Linked DNA regions of Zea mays: regions 1 and 2 are each linked to region 3. A link is a contact called in public Hi-C data. All regions are on one chromosome and are shown on one strand. Each heading gives the region's core, a stretch centred on a gene start, on an enhancer-like site or on the middle of the called end of the contact. The rest is flanking DNA. Distances are from core to core; before and after follow the strand shown. Region 1 holds the start of LOC100283314 (VQ motif family protein). Region 2 holds the start of LOC100284599 (zinc-binding protein). Region 3 holds the start of LOC103640187 (cation-transporting ATPase HMA5).

Evidence for each region. A called contact is a pair of places that touch in the nucleus more often than the background predicts.
Region 1: a Hi-C map of bundle sheath shows a contact between it and region 3, with 8 times the contacts expected there. The contact joins the promoter of LOC100283314 here to the promoter of LOC103640187 in region 3. A contact is called at or near these places in 6 of 25 Hi-C or Micro-C datasets (bundle sheath, ear, endosperm and 3 more).
Region 2: a contact with region 3 is called in a Hi-C map of ear, with 3 times the contacts expected there. The contact joins the promoter of LOC100284599 here to the promoter of LOC103640187 in region 3. A contact is called at or near these places in 5 of 25 Hi-C or Micro-C datasets (bundle sheath, ear, leaf and 1 more).

Annotation. Positions count from the first base shown.
Region 1 is chr9:115,059,917-115,063,809 of Zm-B73-REFERENCE-NAM-5.0, reverse strand. LOC100283314 (VQ motif family protein) reads right to left here and starts at 2,188. Exons shown (of 1, transcript NM_001156216.2): 1 at 1,137-2,188. The coding sequence starts at 2,098. The coding sequence ends at 1,397. LOC103638876 (glycosyltransferase-like KOBITO 1) reads right to left here. Exons shown (of 7, transcript XM_035962844.1): 7 at 3,591-3,893.
Region 2 is chr9:114,859,656-114,863,551 of Zm-B73-REFERENCE-NAM-5.0, reverse strand. LOC100284599 (zinc-binding protein) reads left to right here and starts at 2,631. Exons shown (of 4, transcript NM_001398978.1): 1 at 2,631-3,003. The coding sequence starts at 2,833.
Region 3 is chr9:114,584,306-114,588,538 of Zm-B73-REFERENCE-NAM-5.0, reverse strand. LOC103640187 (cation-transporting ATPase HMA5) reads left to right here and starts at 2,706. Exons shown (of 9, transcript XM_020543877.2): 1 at 2,706-3,222. The coding sequence starts at 2,923.

The DNA of each region.
Region 1 (3,893 bases), core at 939-3,438, 480 kb before region 3:
GTTACAGACTGTAATTACAGGGATGCCTTTACAAATTAGGCCCGTAACACGCGGCGGCCACGCATGGCCCGTCACAATGGGTCGGATCACACGTGGGCCTCTGAGCTGGACGAGGCCGCACTGCGGGATGACGCCGTCGCAGGCCTTCGTCTGGTGCCGAATCGAGCGAAGGGTGTCTCTGCCCGTTTTGTCTCTGTCAGACCAGCGACTGCAGCGAAGGCCTCGAGCGAAGGGTGGCGTCTTTGCCTTCGCCCCAACATCTTCGGCTCGACGTTGTCTAGAGACGTTTTGGATGGCCTGTTGACCTCAAGACAACCCTAGGATTTCTCCTCCCCGATGGGAGCTATCACGAGAGGCGAGATTCAGTTTCTTCGCGGAGAAGAAGACCTTTGTGCACGCGTGAACCGTCCTAGCTAGAGCGCAGACCGCCCGACAAGCACACATGGAGAAGTCGCTCCTACAACGAGGTCGCGGACCGTTCTCGTCCTCGCAGAGATCACGACCATATAGTTTATTCTATTCTAGTGTTTGGTACCAGATCGAAGCCAACAACACGTCCATATGCACGTTATTGTTAGACATGTCCTTAGAACGTGAATGCCTTTTTCGTTTGCGTGGGATTGTATCCGAAATAATTCTAGCTGATCAAAGTCCATAGAAATTATAGAAACACCGTAAGAAACGAACCAAACCAACCCTGCTGATATCATATCACAGAGTTTCAGACCTCTCACAGTCCATAATCCAGATCGAACTATGCTAGTTAACTGGTGTCGCAACAAACCCTCAGCATGACATCTCTGACCTTGACCTCGCTCGGGTCAGCCGCACGTCACGCCTGCGAGGTGCGTTGCACTTGCACCTCGGGTCCCCGCGGGCCCCTGCGGCTCAGGAACACGACGGCGCAGCGGATGGAATGGAAACGCGCGCGAAAACAACATGTGATCCATGGGTGTGGCGGCCGCCACGGCCTTTGCTTCCGGACCCGGGCAACCGAGCGCAATCAAGACGTAGATATGTTCGCCTCGCCGCCACCGAAGGATCGACATCGTCACACCGAAGGATCGACACACGTACGAAAGCTACGTTTAAATCTCGGAGGATCGGAGCTGAGTAGTAGCAGGCAATTAACCTCCGTGAAAGTGACTAGATGAGCTGCTGCTAGGACACAGACTACCACATCATCAGAAACACAAGATATTTACATCGTCTCTGCAGCCAGCGGAGAAACAAGGCTGCGCGAATTAAGCAAGCGGAGGAGCAAACTAACTACACACAACCAGGAGAAACTTAACTGACTCTGATTACCCTTTTTTTTTTGGCTGCTGCTAATCTTCGCTTCCCCTTCCCAAGCTTCCATTCCATGCACGTGGCGTGGATGCCCGTCGAGCCTTGGTCAAGCAAAGAAGCCATTAGTGCTAGTGTTAGCGGCGGGCATGTGCGGCATCTGGGCCGCCTGGATGCTCTGCAGGAACATCCTCTCCTCCGCCGACGCGGCGAACCCGTGGGAGGCGGCGGGGGCGAAGACGTCGCCGCCGTCTTGCAGCAGGCCGCCGCCGCCGCCGTTGCTATAGCCGAATGGCGACGCCGCGCCGGCGTACTGCTGCTGCTGCTGCTGCCTGCGGAGCTGCTCCTGGAGCGGCGCGGGGTGCTGGCTCCGGTGCAGCTGGTGGTCGAAGGACATGACGGCGGCCGAGGACGGCGGGAAGCCGTAGTCGGCGGCGAAGTTGATGACCGGGGCCCCGAACGCCCCCGCGGGGGGCGCGGGGATGCCCGTGAACTGCTGCACCATGGCACGGAAGTTGGCCGTGTCCGTGTTCAGCAGCGTCACGGGCGCGCGCCGCGACGCGCGGGACCGCCGCCGCGCCGCCGGCTTCCCGATCCGCGGCCCCTCTACCCCGTGCAGCAGATGGGCCCCGGCCTTGGTGGGGCTTCCTCCGCTGGACCCGCCCGACGTCGGGCTCGCTACGGCGGCGGCCGCAGCGGTGGTGCCGGCGTCGTCGTCGGGGGGCAGCAGGACCGGCCCGGCGTCGTGGTGGTGGTGGTGGTAGAGCGCGGCCCACTGCGCGAAGCTCGAGCCTGTGTCACTCATCGCCATCGACGCGCGCGGGTCGGAGCCGAGCGTCAGGCGCTGCTCGTGCTCGTGCTCGTCGTCGTCGTTCGTCGACGAGTGTGTGTGTCGGAAGAGGAGTTGGACACGGCCGCGGGGCCTGGCCATTTATAGTGACCCAGCCAGCGGTCCACCAGGCTGTGCCATCCGTCGGATCGACGTGCTCCTCTAGCCAACGCCCGAGATTGGCCAACGTGTCGCGGTCCTGCCTAGCGTAGCCCATCTGCTCCCCCCACCTTCCGAGAAGCGTCGCTGATCCGCTCCGCTCCCCCGCGCGCGGGACAGGTGGTGGACTGGCGGCCCACACACCAGCGGGCACGTGGGGCCCGCGCCACTGTGCTGCGGCCTTCCGGGACCGCCGCGGCGTCGTCGTCGTCGCCGGGTGCTCGGCTCGGGGTTGGCAGCCAGCCGGGCCCGCAGCTCCATCGGGCTGTCACGTCGCTCTGCAGCACGTCGATGCGTCTTGATTCTGGATGGGGATTTCGGCTGCCGCATGGCGTCGCATTGCATCCCACCCAATACCCATGCGGCCGTCCGGTTCGCGTGCGTGCGTGCGCGCGACGCTGGTCTTTTCTCCCGCGCAGCCGCAGCATGTGGAGGCGGGCAGCCGGCGGCGGATCCGATCAACCCAGCACTAAGCTTGTGCTGCACCTGCAGTTAACGAAGCTTCAGCGGAAGCCACGGAAGAGATTGAGGGCCACGCAACGCAACGCAACGCACTGCCGGAGGATGGAGGCGGACGCCGGCGATTCCGTCGGTGTGTGTCCGTCCGGTTGGAAGAATCGAGCGGCGACGGTGAATTCAGCACATGCCATTTCTGGGGAGACCGGCCGATGGACATGTCGCTCTCAGGATCCACCTCGGAGATCGTGTTTACATTACCCCGGTCGACGGGTCTCATGCTCCTCTAATAAACATTATTACCCCGGTCGATGGACACTTGCCGCGCGCTGTGGGGTGCGCTCGTGGCGTTGAACTTTCTAATTCCATGATCGCCCAGCTGTCGTAGCGATACTGACCCGCTTGGTGGATGTGCTTGGATCCACGTCCACCTAGTTAGGATAAAGATTAGCTGCACTGCACAGCTCTAAATCAGATCTATTTATGTCTTGTTCGGTTATTCTTATTACACATAGATTAAATAGAATTGGAAAAAAATTAAGAAAATTTTTGACTTACTTGATATTTAAACTCACTCAATCTATATAGATTGAGAGCTAATCAAACAAGCCCTTAATAGACCAGCTTATTGTGAGCTTGATATCCATTTACTAAAAGAATATATAGCCCTAACATACATTTGTGCATATTAACCCCGATAGACTGAATCGTCAGATTTTTTAGATTGGCAAAGCCATCGTGGATACATATAAAATCTATCAACTCTTAGACCACTTCAAAAAAAAAACACCGTTGGCATGTGACATTCTAGATCCGTCAGAGTTAAACCCACGCTCAATAGTAGAAAATTTGACCGTCATTTTTTAAGTTTTTTCCCTTGATTATGGAAAGGGACTCTTTAACGTGCAAGGTTAATTAAACATATATATGGTGGGGCATATGCACCAGGCTCGATCGATCTATCCACAATGGCACAGCGTGCAGACTGCAGGCTACATTAAAGAAACTAGAAAAAATAGCGCCCTATCGGGCGCTGTATCACCTAGCATGGTTAAACAACCCGAGTCCATGCTTAATAACGCCTCCAGAACCTCACAGCGTCGTCAAGTCGTCATGACAAAGCAGTGGCGCGTTCCGAGAGCTCGAGCAAACCAGGGGACGG
Region 2 (3,896 bases), core at 1,382-3,881, 280 kb before region 3:
AATGCGCAGGTGTCTTAGCACGGGGAGGGGATGGCGGACCTAGAGGTGGGCTCAATTTGGTCAGAGGAGGTCGGGAGGGGGCTGCCCGCGGGGAGGTGGCGGAGCTCCGCGGCGGGGATCGCCGTCGGTGGGCTCTGGGTGAGCAATCGGGGTGGGGGAGTGATGTATTGTGTTTGCGGCAAAGAGAGGAAGCTGCTAGGCTAGCTTAATCGCTTGCTGGGCCAACCGAGAGGGAGAGAGAGGAGAGGGGAGGAACTCACCGGGGAGAAGGAAGACGACGGCGCTTCCCGAATTGGGCTCGGGCGAGGGGGGAGGGTAGCGGTCGAGGCTGGTGCGAGGAAGACGGGGTTCGGGGCGAGCTTTTTATAGGCGCGCGGGGGCGAGGGGAGCGGTGGAGCTCCCTGACTCCGGCGAGCTTCCCGGTGCCGCCATTAATGGCGCACAGCGCCGCCGAGGGGACGCTACGGCGGGGCGGTACTGGCGAGGACGCTGGTCAAGGGGAGGAGGACGGAGCGGTGCCAAACTTTCCTGTGCGGCGAGGAGACGGCGGTGAAGGACGGCGGTGAAGGACGGCGGTGAAGGGACGGCGGGGCGTCGTATGCGGGGAGGATGACGAAGCGGCTGACCGGTGGGCCGGTCTTGCCAGTGGAAGCGAGCGCGTGAGAGAGAGTGACTGGCAGGTGGGGTCGGCCTGTCAGCGAGAGTGAGAGAGGGAGCGCGGAGCAGCTGCGCGCGCGCGGGAGCAGGCCGGCAATGGGCCGGAGGGGGGGGGAGCGCGGGCGTGAGGGAGGAAAGGCGGCCGCGGCATGGGCTGGATTCAGCCCAGCCAGGAGGGGGGTTTCTCTTTTTCCTTTTTATTTTCTAATCCCTATATCCAAATCTTTTTATATTCTTTTCTTTTGAACAATTAATTTAATAGATAATCTAGGTGCTGAAAAATAAAATTTAAGTGAGGTGCTCATATTCAAACAAGGTGTATGCATATGTTGGGAAGAATCTAAGGGAGTTTTGGGATAGATAAAAAGAAGGGGGGGGTTAGATTAGGGTTTCAAACCTGGGTTAGAAATTGGGATGCTACACAGGCCAGGAGGTGCGTGGGTCATAAACGCACCACAGTTTGAGGGGTTCGTTGGTTATGAGTGTGTCGCAACCCGAGGGGCTCGTAGGCCATGAGTGGGAGGTGGACCGACACCTTTGCCATAGCTTGGTGTCAAACGTAGTTAATGCAACCAATCACTTATGGTGGGTCGGTCTTGGACCGGGCGATGGATCCACTCGAGTGGTTTCCCTTCTGTTCGCCCGACACCCCATATCTGGTTCTGCCATGCCTGACCCCGGACTCGGTGCCGCTGGGTTCGTTTGGGGGCGGGTACTTCCAGGCAATGGCGGATCCATGATCCTTGCCAAGGAGGCTAGAAGCTAACTATCTTCTTTCCCCCCCTTATATTCTTCCTCTTTTTTCTCTTCACTTTCTTCTTCCTTCATCTCCATTTCCCCTCTTATTCCTTCCTCTCCCTTCTTCCTTCTCGCTTCCTCTCTCTTTCTCCTCTTCTTTCTTCCTCTCCCTAACTCCCTCCTACTTGTATGCTGCCGACGCAGGGGTGTGTGTGGAGCCCACCCAATCCCCCTCGTGGATCCGCCACTGCTTTCAGGGTAGACGTTTTCTATCTCCTCCAGTTGACTGACGGGCCCAAATTGCTAGAGGCTTTTCCCTAGTGTGCTCCCCTGGTCCCAAGGACATCCTTGACAACTAGCTTTGAGTTCTAACGGCTATATGACATGGCGACACATATGGCATGGTCTGGTGGTACACTAGACCGCTCCGGTGCCACTAGCACTTGATAGCTCGAGTAGAGCTGTCACTAAAATAGCAGGCGTTGCAGAAATATATGAAGTTGGAGCCATATGGAGAGGGTCATTTGAGTAAAAATACGCTTCTATCTTCTAACATAACATTTATATTTGTAAGTATTGTGGAGAGCTAGCACGACTCTTTAACTGTAGTTAGCGAAAAATAAATAAATAGATAACAATAATATTTAAAGATCTAGTTGGAAGGACGGTTAGACAAGTTTTCGAACATTGTTTTTGTTTTTATTAAATACGAAAAGATAAAAATAATTAGAGCAGCAGCTACGTGCCGAGAAACGGTTGCCGACTCCTGCAAAAACCTGTTGATCTGGAATAAGGAAACGTACGCGTGCCTGCGTGCTTCGTCTCCGTGGCAACAGTACTTGCGGCGCTCGACGTTGCAAGTGCTGCCTTCGTTTCGCAGCGTGAACTGAAAGGCCGGTGGTGAAGTCGCCTGGTGACGAACGTACGAAAAGGAGATCGCGGCCGCGGAGAGAGAGAGAGAGAGGCCCCTCTCCAGCGGCGCGAAAACGACGGGGCCTTGGACGACCGCGACGCGACGGGCCCAAAGTGCTTCGTTCGCTAGCTTTGACCACCCAAACCCAACCCCAAATGGCTGCCTCCGTCGCTTCGCTCCCGTAAGCCCCGTCCCGTCCCGTGCCACGCCCTCCGACGCCGCGTGCCACCCCACTCCGGCTTGGCTCCATGCCCCCCCTCCATCGCTATCACTTCTCCTCCCCTCGCCTCTATATATAGCAGCGCGCTGCGGGGAACGGGGTACGCCTCCTCCACTCCCATCTAGCCAATAATCTCCTCCAGACCGACTCACTCGCCGCGGTGCGCTTGCCCGTCCGGCCGGCCGGCCGGCCCGCGTACGTACAGACACCGCTCCGTACGGAGGACCGGAGCGGGGGACGGATCGCTCGCCCGCCCGCCGGGAGAAGCATCTGGGAGCGAGGGAATTGCGGAGGCGAGATAGAGATGGGGATGAGGCCCGGGTGGGTGGGCGGGCTGGTGGAGGAGAGCTTCTTCGTGGGGTGCGCGGCGCACGAGGACCGGAAGAAGAACGAGAAGAACATCTTCTGCCTGGGCTGCTGCGCCAGCATCTGCCCGCACTGCGCCCCCGCGCACCGCCACCACCTCCTCCTCCAGGTACACACACCGTCTGCCAGCACCCTGTCGATCGCACGGTGGCGGGGAGGAAGAAGACGACGCCTAGGAACTTCGTCCTCGTCTTCTTCAGACCTCGAGCCGGCTAGCTCAGCTCCGGCGTACAGTGTGCTACGTGAGCTTTGTTGCTCAATTCTTCAGTGTTCCGTGGGTCACGGACGCTTGTACTTGCTCGACCGGATTAGGCCGAGTGGCTGGCTGGCTGCCTCCTAGCTACTACTAGCTCCGCTAGGTTGGCTGCCTGCTGTCGCTGCTTCTCAAAGGGAAAGGGGATCCGGATCCGTCTCCTCGCCGGCTCGCCTCCTCTTCCTTCCTTCTCCGTGCTAGTAGCACCCCTAGCTAGTGTAGGCTCAGCTTTGGGCGTAGTAATTACGGCATGGCTGCTTCGGTTGGGCTTAATTGCGTTGCGGCAGCATCAGTTTAGCACAGTCCCAAGGCCGCGGGCGACGCAATTAACGTCCCCGGCCGCTCTTAGGACGCCGCGCTCGCCCGTGTCGTTTTCTGTGCGCCTCTGGTTAATCTCAGCCCCCACACACACACCAAGCACAAGTTTGAATTGCGAGTTCCGGCCTCACGGATCGCCGCCGTACCACCAGCCTACCAGGGAAATTCACTGCATGCGATTTCGGATTCTTTTTCCCTCTTTCCTCGTGCGCCAGTGCCCCCCCTCCCGGCCTGTCGTTGCTGCTCTTGGTGGCAGTGGGCAGTGGCAGGAGAAGTAAAAGCCCCGAGCTCGATTGGGGAAGAGAGGAGGGGAGGGTAAAAAAGAAAAGTGGCGACCCCTGATGCGGCTTGGCCATACTCCCCGAACAAGCATGGTCGCACGACGAGCCTGGGTCCTTGTGGCTGAATTCCTCCGTCCGCCCAGCCGTGGG
Region 3 (4,233 bases), core at 1,457-3,956:
AAAAAAGCGAGGGTATTTTGAGACATTGACTATCCTACATTATTGTTATCCGGAATTTTAGATCGCCTTCTGTAGTTCCGTTTATACTAGCCAAATTATAACATTTCCGTGGTTGATCCAAGTATTTAGTAGACCTTTGTAACCATCGCACTAGGATTTTTCCGCACAGACGCGGCGACGCATCCATGTGTAAGATCTGCATCCATGTCAGCGCCCACTTGAACGCCTCCCTGTGGGCGCCCACTCATTGCGTCCATATCGATCTCGCCATCCGCTTTCGAGGGGGCCGGCGGTGCGCGGTGCGCGCTGAGGCGATCTCCGGCGAGGCGAGGCGAGGGAAGGGCGAGCAGCTAGCGAGTGCGAGACGAGACGACAGGCCTGAGGTGCGGCGCGACGCGACGCGGACTGGCATCTTGTCGGCCGCGACGGGACTGATCGCATTTGCGGCGAAAGGTGCGTGCCTCTTCGTCGCGCGCGCGACGGAGATCTCGTCTAGCTCGTCCACCGAACGAGTCGGCGAGGATCGTGCGAGGGCAGGAAATAATTGAATCGGCTTTTGGGCTTTACGTAGATCAATCAATATTCAATAGTAGTGATATTGGTAGTACTACGTACGATCGGTAGCAAAGCTTGTGCCGGACGGACGCGACGGCCGACAAGTCAGCGTCGAACGTTTGCGGAGCCGGTTGCCGTGTCCCGTCCAGCCAGCCCACGCACACGCACGCTTGGCTTGCAAACCACCCCAGCCTTGGTCGGGGTCGGGCCCGCCCACAGCACGCTCCAGGCAGTGCCCCCTACCAAACCAATCCATCCACCCTCACCGGTCACCTCACCGATGACGCAGAGCAGTTCGACGAGTTCCTTCCTTCCAAGTTTCATGTCCGGGGACGGCAACTCACCGGAGCATCAGGCAGGCCGCGCATCTCCCTTCCCGGCCAGTTCCCACCCAGTCCAGTGCACTCCTGCCGTGCCGCGCGCGGCTCCTATGTGCCATCGTTGTCCGGAGTTGCGCGCTCGATCGATCGGGCAGCTACCCGTTTCCGTCTCGGGCTACTAGCCTACTACGAATGCGTCGCGCGTTGACCAGACAGACACGTACGTAGGATGCGCATGCGTACGTGGACCGTTGAACACGTGCCTTTTCAGTTCGTGCTTGTCATCCGGGTGGCATTCTCATCAGGGCACGGCCGCACGGGTCTCCCGTCCCGTTACTCCGTTAGCATTAGCACAGACGCCAGCGCCCAGCGGTCCAACATATAGAACACACTACCCACATATACTAACATAATATGGCCACTATAAGACGGGGTATTTTATATTCTTCAGATTTCGCGTTATTTGTAAGGAACTGTGCTGCGATTTTGCATCTCTCTCTCTCTTTTATAATAGATCGAGTGTATGGACTTTGAAGTCAGGGTCTCACTTTTCGCATGAATCTGGTCGAAGCAAGGCTAAATAAAAAAACGTATATGTATAGCTGTTTCGCTGACGACCTACCGGTGGAAAGCTGGTTTAGCTCAACTTCTCCCTCCGCTCCACATGGATAGCCACGCTTCAAAATTCTAAACAACACACAAAACAGACAACATGTTTCTTCTTAACCACCGCGCTCGCTTTCCCACGTAAATTGTCCAACACCGTTTATTTCTTTTAAAAAATAAGAAATGAAAAAAAAATCAACAAGAAACTATTTTCCCAAAAGAATCCTATTTAATTTGGTGACAATGAGATCACGGGAGGATTGAAGGAGATTGAGGGGGAAATAAACTAATTCCCCCTTCAATCCCTCTAATTCCCCTATGATTCTTGGTCACCAAATCAGTCCTAAGGGCTACTTTGTAAACTTCAAATCCCCTTCGGGATTGGAGAAGATTGATGTGAAAATGAACTAATTTTCTTTCCAATCCCTTCAATTTTAAAAGAGATTTGAGTTTCTAAACTAGCCTTAAGAGAAAATAAACTAATTTCCCTTAGAAAATGAAAAACCTTGGAAAAAAGGGCTCACAAACTAACCTTAAAATAGAAATGATCTTGTCAGGTATCATTATCCACGTGAGCTAGACCGAAGCTCTGCTTTTGCTTCAAACACACAACTATTACCATCCACGTGAGCTAGATCAAGACTGTGTTTTTGCCTAAAACAGACAAAATTACCATTATCCACTTGGGCTCATGAGCTATACCAAAACCGTGATCTTATGCATAAGTGGAGGTTTAAACCTTTTAGTTGGCTCCATATCCACATCTACCTAACTAATAAAACATACATATTTTATAAAAAAACAAAAAATATATGTAAATAAGGTTTATCGTAGCAATGCACATACGTCTAACTAATATACAATTATGCAGCTGCACCTAGAATTCTAGGTTGACATGGAAGAGTGCTTTGCAATGCTGACGTCTGAATTCCACAAACCCGTCAGACATGAAACCAAGTCAGACGAAAGAGATAAGCCGTCTTAGATACCTGAAAAGTAAAAAAGGAAGAGATCAAATGGGAAAGTTGCCTCTCCCACATAAATCTACGAAGATACCAATGTATAAAATGTATAAAAGTAAAGAGTAATGAGGGTTTATTTAGATTTACACTTTTAAACGTTAGCTTTAAAAGTTGGAGAAAAATCCAAATCAATATTTTTTAAAAGAAGAAAAAGGAAGCTTACTCTTAAACTATAAAGCTCTGCTATAGAAATTTAAGATTTAGAACTGATTTTATATTACTAAGAGTATGGAGGGAATCCAAAAGCGCATACACATATCTACAAAGACCCGCGTGCTCTGCAAACCACCGCAATTTGGCCCACGACCGCCGCCTGTTTTCCCGGTTACATATATAAACTAGCCCCTCCTCGGCTCCTCGCAATTCGCCTCCCACCAAATATTCCTACCCCGCTGCTCCACCCCCTGCGTCTGACGGGCATGGCCCACCTGCAGCTCTCAGCGGTCGCCGGCGCCCGGCCGGCCGCCGCGGGCGGGCGCGGCGACGAGATGGAGGACGTCGCGCTGCTCGACTCGTACGACGAGGAGATGGGGCTGCCGCTGCCGGGTGCATCGGGCGCCGAGGCTGCGGAGGCGCACGTGCGCGTCACCGGCATGACGTGCTCCGCCTGCACCAGCGCCGTCGAGGCCGCCGTCTCCGCGCGCCGCGGAGTGAGGCGCGTCGCCGTGTCGTTGCTCCAGAACCGCGCCCACGTCATGTTCGATCCCGCGCTGGCCAAGGTGCTTACCGGTGCTCCTCTCCTCGCTTTGGTGTGGCGTATTTCGACGGGCGATGCGATCCTTGCGTACTCGCAACCGTTGAGTGGACGCGAGGCTCGTGCGGTTCCGTGGGAAGTTGGGAGCTCTCCCGTACGCTTGCGTGGTGGTATTTTTGTTTTGAATTGTCTGCGTTTTTTCCGGGTAACTTGTTCGTGTTTGACGATGGTTGGACTGCGTCTGCGTTTTTGCGTGTCAGAATACGAAACTGAATCGCGTGTGTGTCGAGCACTTGCTTCGTGCTATTGAGTGAATTGCATATGGGCGTTTTTTTTTTGCTTGAATTGAGAGTGCCTTGCCTTGTACAAAACTCGCTTGGGTGGTATTGTTTCATCGACCTCTGATTTGGTTGGTGGAGTAAATGCTGTATAAACTCTGAGAAATCAGGAGTTATAAGATTGGCTATTACGATGCTAAAAGTTTTTGCTCCTTTTGGCTTTCGTGATTTGGTGAGCTGTACCTTCGTTGGAAGCTCGTGATTGTCGATCGCCTGTGCATCGTGGGCATCGAAAGCTCAAAGCTGGCACGCGCTGAAGCAGTCATGGTACCAGGGGAAATGGGGCTCTTGGTGTACTACAATCACTTTGGATTGGTAGTTGAGCTAACGAGCTGCTGATTATGTCTTTCATGGGGAAAGAAATGCTGAACTCAACTTTCAGTTCAGGAAAGTTACACAAAAGAGAAGGGGCGAGATTTTACTTTGCTACGATAACAGCGAAGCTGAGTGTGTTTCGTGCACCATTCTGTTGTGGCACGCTAAATATGGTATTGTGGACGAATAGCTACTAAGGCCATTTGGTTAGAGGGACTTATCTTTAGTTCCTGTTTTTTAATCCCTATTTTGCCAGATCGGAAGGACTAATTGACTTTAGTTTCTAGTCCCTCACATGGGTTTGCTAAAAAGGACTAAAAGACAACATTTATTCTAATTGCCCTTGCCTAGAAAACCGGCGTGAAATAAGAAAAAAAGTATTT